Regions from separate parts of the Sus scrofa genome. Here region 1 is linked to region 2. A link is a contact called in public HiChIP or PLAC-seq data. All regions are on one chromosome and are shown on one strand. The core of a region is the stretch at or near the end of the contact, and the rest is flanking DNA. Distances in the headings are between cores, read along the strand shown.

Region 1 (3,021 bases), core at 78-2,577, 590 kb before region 2:
TTTTTCTGGAATGACTGTAGGAAAAAATTAACTTTCCCTTTAAAAGGTTAGCGAATTTGCTTAATGGAAGCCAAAAGCTATAGACACCACTCCTGGGAATCTCCATCCTTGAACAAGACTAATCCGGGACAAAAAGCACAAGGCAGACAGACCTCACAAAGAATGCAAATGGAGGAAGAAGGAAAAAGAAAAGATTCTTCTTCCACTTCCTTCTTGAGAAAAAAATCCAAAAGAAATCCAATAAAGAGAAATTTCTGCCTCCCAAACTCCGAGCAATTTACCTTACAACAGACCCAAAGGGTTAAGGACCAAGGCCACTAGCCAACGTACTGACTTTCACCCACCCACCACAGGAACACCCCTGCCCACGCAAGCGAAGGAAGAGGGCAGGAGGCATGACCTAGAATGGGGGAGCCCCCAAGCCCTGAAATCCTCCGCCCACGCAAAGCCACCCACCCATCTCAAATCCGAGGGGGAGGCAGGGAGCAGAGAGCAAAGGACCTGGGACGCCCTGGAGCGTGCAAGGGGGTGGTGGGAAGTGGAGGAAGAGGAGTCTCCCAACCCCCACTCGCGGTCTGGGAACACCCCAATGCCCTCCCAACACCGCTCCGCTGGGAGAACTGTGGAAACCCCCCCCCGCACCCTCTCCCCGGGAAGTTCTCGGGTGTTACCCTAGCAGCCCTAACGCTGCATCTACCCCCGCCCCGCGCCCAGGGCCAGAAGGGAGAGGGGTCAGCGGGCTAGTGGGGCGCGAATCGGGATCCCCGCGCCTGCGGGCGCCGACGCAGCGGGTCGAGCCTGAGGCATCCCCGCGGAGCGCAGACTGGCAGCTGGAGGGGGGGGTGGCGGTGACGGGCGTCCCGGTCTCCGGGGTCCCGACGGCTCCGGTCAAGTGCAGCGCCCTGCCCTTGCCCTAGTCCAGGAACAGCGAAGTATGACCTGCCGGGGGACACCCGACCAGCGCCCCCACCCCGTGGTCCCAACCCCACCCGGGACCCGCGCATCCGGACCCCCGACTCCGGCCTCCAAGCCCTGGGAAGCCCGACGAGCTTTGTTAACTCCCCACTACCCCCGGCGCCACCGTCGGGCGGCCCTTGGGGCCACGCGCCCTTGCCTCCTGCCGCGTCCCCACCGCGAGCCCGGGCCGCACCTGTGCCCGCCGCCGCCGCCGCCGCCGCCGCTCGCCCGCTCCCCTCGGCAGTGCCGGCGCCGCTCCGAACCCCACACACATCGCTACACACAGCCCTCTGACGTCACCGAGCCCTCGGCCCGCCCACGTCACTGCGGAGACACACGGCTTCCCGCAGACGCCGCCGCCGTCTCCGGCCGCCCGGGGGAGAGCGAGGGCGGCGGGGCCGGGGGGGGGGGGGGGAGGGAGGGAGGGAGAGGAACAGAGCCAGCAGCGGCACCGCGCGCGCGGGCCCGCCGCCGACGCCTCGCGGCTCCTAGCCCCGCGGGGACGCGCGCACCGTCTGGCCTATTGTGGTTCCAAAGGGCTCTCCTGGCCCGTCGTCTGGCGCGCGCGCCCCTCCCCCCAGGCGCGCGCCCCTCCCCCCAGGCGCGCGCCCGGCGCTCCTCGCCCCCCGCGCCGTCTGGGCGGCTGGCGCGCGACGCTGTCTGCGGTGCACTCGGCGCAGACAGGATGTTCCCTCCCCGCCCCACCCCCACCGCCGCCCTCCCTCCTTCCTTCCTCGAGTCGCCCAGCCGGCTGTCTGGCCGCCACCGCCCCGCCCCCGCCCCACCCGCTGCTCGGTGGTGACGGGCCAGACCCGGGGGCGCCCTGGTCGCTCGGTCGCTGCGCTGCAAGGCAAGTGGGGGCAGGGCGGCCGCGAGGTGCACTGTGCGCGACCCCAGCAGTCTGCCGGGCGGAGACAGGGCCGGCCCGGCCGAGGCCACCGCCCGAGGTCAGGCACGGGCGACCCTCCCCCCTGCGGGGGCCGCAGCTGGGCCGCCCCGCCCCGGAGGCAGCCGGGTGGCGGCCGCCCAGCCGCGCCCCCCTTGAGGGCCCTGCGCGCGGGGGCTGCTCCCCCGCCTCCCCGGGGCCTCCCGCCTGAGGGCCGCCCAGCCAGCTGCCCGCGCTGCGCTCCGCCCCACCCCGGCGGCCCCCGCCTTGCCTGGGCCGCCTCCGCCCAGACGCCTTCCCAGGGCTGACCTCCTCCGCCATCGGGCCGGGCCCGAGGGCTGGCCGAAGTTCCGGCAAAACCGAGAAAGAACATTTTTGTCTCTACTTCTCAGCTACCCTCCCCCCACCCCCTCACCAGACTGCTCTCTCGGCTCCAAAAGGGAGCTAGAAATTACATGTTTCTCAGTATTATACTGAAGGGTTTGGGGTTTTGTTTTGGAGAACACGAGAAAGCTCCTACTGAAGAGCTTTCGGCTGTAACCCTCAGGGCCGAAAAGAGTGGTCTCCTTGGTCAGTGTTTCGCGGCAGCCAGTTAGCGCATTAAACTCTGCGGAGCTGCTCCGTCCTATTTCGAAACACCAAGAAAAACCCCTTTTTTTCACCCCACCGCAAAATCAGGAACTGAAATAGTCCCCCAGGTCTCTGTGCACCGAATTCAGAAGACTCGAGCTTTGTCCCCCACCTTTTTAAATTTCTTTTTGTCCATTCTTATCCAATTTTTCCTGGCTTTGCTGCTTCGAGGTCACTCATGGGATCTACATTTGGAGCCAGCTGACTAGGAATATTGCTGCGCTCATAGATTATTTTTTTCCCCCTCTTTTCTCTCCAACCGGCCTACCAAAGGCTCACAAGCCTCTCGCTTCCTCCACTCCCAAGTTCTGTCCCTCACAGCCCCATCCCCCCCTGCTCCCGGGTCGTGCCCCTTCTTCTACCCCCCACCTTCCCCTCCTCCTTGACTGCCTCCTTTCCAGAACATGAATAATTCCGCAGCACTTCCCATCTGTTATTGCCATAGAGACAGAAGCTCAGCAAAGATAATGATGTTCTGTGCAGAGCCAGTGGGGGGAGAACAGCATCTGCGAGTCTGGGGGATAGATTTTTCTAACCTCGAGAACAGT
Region 2 (2,936 bases), core at 129-2,628:
TAAAGTCTGTTCTCATTTTACGTCCCCAGAAAATTCACAGATATGGTTAAAAAATGCCGAAGGGACAAATGCCTTCCTAGCTTTTATTTCATCTTGGTCAACTAACACAATCCTTTGGACGCGGTAATAAATGGCGACGCGAGAAAATATTTCCACAAAGCGGGGAAAAAAAGGAAAAAAAAAAGCACTGCAAAATTCCACGCTTTTGGATCAGCTGAACTTTCACTTTCAAGCTCAGTAGGCAAACATATATTTGGGAGAAAAAATCAACCACTAAAAGAATGATCGTTGGGGCAAACTGAGTAAGGACACGGTACGAGGTCTTGAAAACTGCTCCCCAATGAAACCTGTTACATAGTGGCTTCAAAACGCTAGACGGGTGCCGAGGGGGCAGGGCCAAGAGTTGTCAAAGGTTAGGTCACTCACCCCGAGGAAGCCACACCCCTTCCTTCCCCACTCGAGGTGGTATCATAGGGTGACAACCAAAGCCGATCTCTCCTGGTTTCTGCCTCCCTGCCCTTCGCCCAGCTCCCACTCCCGCGAATTCCCACAGCAGAGGTTGTGGCCAAGGCCAACACCAGGACTGCCTCGCCCGAGCTTTCAACGTTAACACTTGGCTCCGACAACAGCTCGCGCTCCAAGGAACCTGCCCTCTAGTGACCCAGGATCTGGAGGGAGCTGGGATGGCGGGCTGGGGGCAAAGACAGAACTCACCTATAGCAACCCAAGGGGAAACACTGTTTCTTCACTCTCACTCCGCCATATTGGAAGGACGTCACTGGGCTACGCTCCGCCTCTCCCTTCCTACTCCAAGGCGACGTCACATCCGGCTCTGGGAGATCCGTGGCAACAGCGTAGGCTCTTAGGACCGTGGAGATCTAACACCCGCCTGGAAGAGGCTGGCGCACAGAGAACCCCCTCCCTAGCGGGCCAGGAGACCCGGAAACTGGAGAGTCATAGATACGAGATCTAAGGGGACGCTCACAGCGCCCCGCCTCTCTTCCTCATTCTGAGCATTCTGGTTGGCTGACCGTCAGCATCTCGCGCACGACTCGTGTTGCCGGCCAAGGCTGCTTTCCGCTGCACAGCGCGCCTCTTTCCGGGAGCCAAATTGTGCATTGCATGCTGGGGCTTGTAGTTAGTTGCTCGACTTCTCCCATCAGCCTCACCTTTCTTGAGGCCCCACCGGTGGGAACAGCTGCTTTATATACTTGGGCTCTCGACCATGGGAATTTTTGAGCTGAGACTGATCACTCCTTTTTAGTTTACCTACCCAAAAGCTCTTGTTTGCATCAGCCAACCGGAATCCAGTTTGCAGGATACCCTTACCTGGTGTTGGAAGCCTGGGATGCACGAAAGCGGTGCAAAGCAGTAGGGCATACTGGGCATGCGCGTGGGGAAAGGTGGGCTTTATACCGGAAAATGTTCTGCGTCTGGACTAGAAAAACTTTAATACAATGATTTACGTTGTATTCAGATTTTGTACAGTGAGGGAAAGGGGTGCCGCTTATCTGCATAAAATGAAAAGACAGAAACAGTAAGATAAGTCATGCTGATATGTTAGGGTGAATTATACCACGCTTGGACATTATAAATCTAAGAAAACCAAAACTTCAACATTTTTTTCTTGTTAAAAGTTATATGAGGATCGTAGGAAGTTTACTCGCGACTTTATTTTTCAGGACAGTGTCAACTTGAGTTTCTTTTCTTCTCTCCTGAGATTTTTTTAAAAAAACAGATTCCGTTTGGTCTCTAAGTTTTCCTCAGTATGAATCATATTTTTGAATAAAACCACAACCGTTAGGAAAAAAAGAGGCTGGTTCTTTCTTGATTTTATGTTTATAAGTATAATTTTCTTTCTGATTGCACTTTTAGTTTTGTCAGAATCCTTTTTGGTAATTAATTCACTCAGATATTTATGAGCCTCTGCTATGTGTTGAACAGATATTGAGTATTTAGAAGTATAAAACATGGTCTCGGGTTTAGATAAATCTGTAATCTCAAGTGGAAAACCAAATGACTTGTAATACAGAGTCCTCAAGGGCTCCAGGGCTCCAGTTTTTGTGCTGTGTTTGATTACCTTGTTGTGGAAACTGGACCTCTCTGTCCACCAGTGCTGAATAGAAACAGGGAGACAAGAGTTTTGGGTGAAGGAGAAAAGTAACAGCTTTATTGCTTTGCCAGGCAAAGGAGGGCTATAGCAGACTAATGCCCTAAAGACTGTGCCCCCCTTTGGGAGAGAATAGGAAGTGGTTTTATAATTTGGAAGTAGAAAAATAGGGCCACAGATAAGGATCAGGGAAAATGCTGGCTTGCATTGTTTTTCAAAGTTGGTGTTTTTGTGACCCCAGGACTGGTTCTAGTGGTCCTTCTTTCCAGAATGAACAATCCTTCATCAGGTAGTTAACATCTTCCATTTGCTAGGGTCTTTTAGTTCTTTATCACATACACTGATAGTTAAGTCCACAAAACAAAGGATGGCACAAATCAACCGGGAATGCAGCCACCTCGGAGGCTGAACCTCGGAGCCCTGTGGGAACTCAGGAAGGAAACAAAGAATACCTGCCATCTAGCAACCACTCCCGAGAGCGAGCCCCCCCACCCTGCCCTCCTTGAAACTCAGGCTGTGAAAACACAGAACACTGGTGGAGATGCACATCAAAGGATGATTTCAGTGAGCCTAGACATTTGCATTCTTTCATAGAAAAGCGCTAAATTTCCCAACTTTAGATATCTGGTTTTCTGTAATCTTTCCTTCCTACTACCTGCCCTTTGGCACTCAAGGGAGGTCAAGGAGGCTGAATGAGGCCTATTTCCTAAAAAGAAATGGGGACAGAGAAAGGCTTTTGTGCCCAGGAGCCCCAAAGGGCCCTGCCCGGTAATGTTACCAGGCTGTACATTACATTATTTTTTCAGTATTAGGTTGTGAGATGTAT

Evidence for each region. HiChIP or PLAC-seq counts read pairs in DNA pulled down with a chosen protein or histone mark.
Region 1: an H3K27ac HiChIP or PLAC-seq map of alveolar macrophages shows a contact between it and region 2. The contact joins the promoter of SKIL here to the promoter of MYNN in region 2. A contact is called at or near these places in 2 of 5 promoter capture datasets (fetal liver and liver), 14 of 47 Hi-C or Micro-C datasets (alveolar macrophages, blood, embryonic fibroblasts and 9 more) and 2 of 2 datasets of contacts at active chromatin or transcription factors (alveolar macrophages and skeletal muscle).

Annotation. Positions count from the first base shown.
Region 1 is chr13:109,028,137-109,031,157 of Sscrofa11.1, reverse strand. SKIL (ski-like protein) reads right to left here and starts at 1,327. Exons shown (of 7, transcript XM_021069796.1): 1 at 1,151-1,327.
Region 2 is chr13:108,433,636-108,436,571 of Sscrofa11.1, reverse strand. MYNN (myoneurin) reads right to left here and starts at 1,378. Exons shown (of 7, transcript XM_005669990.3): 1 at 715-1,378. It overlaps ACTRT3 (actin-related protein T3), which reads left to right and starts at 2,206. Exons shown (of 2, transcript XM_003358668.4): 1 at 2,206-2,936.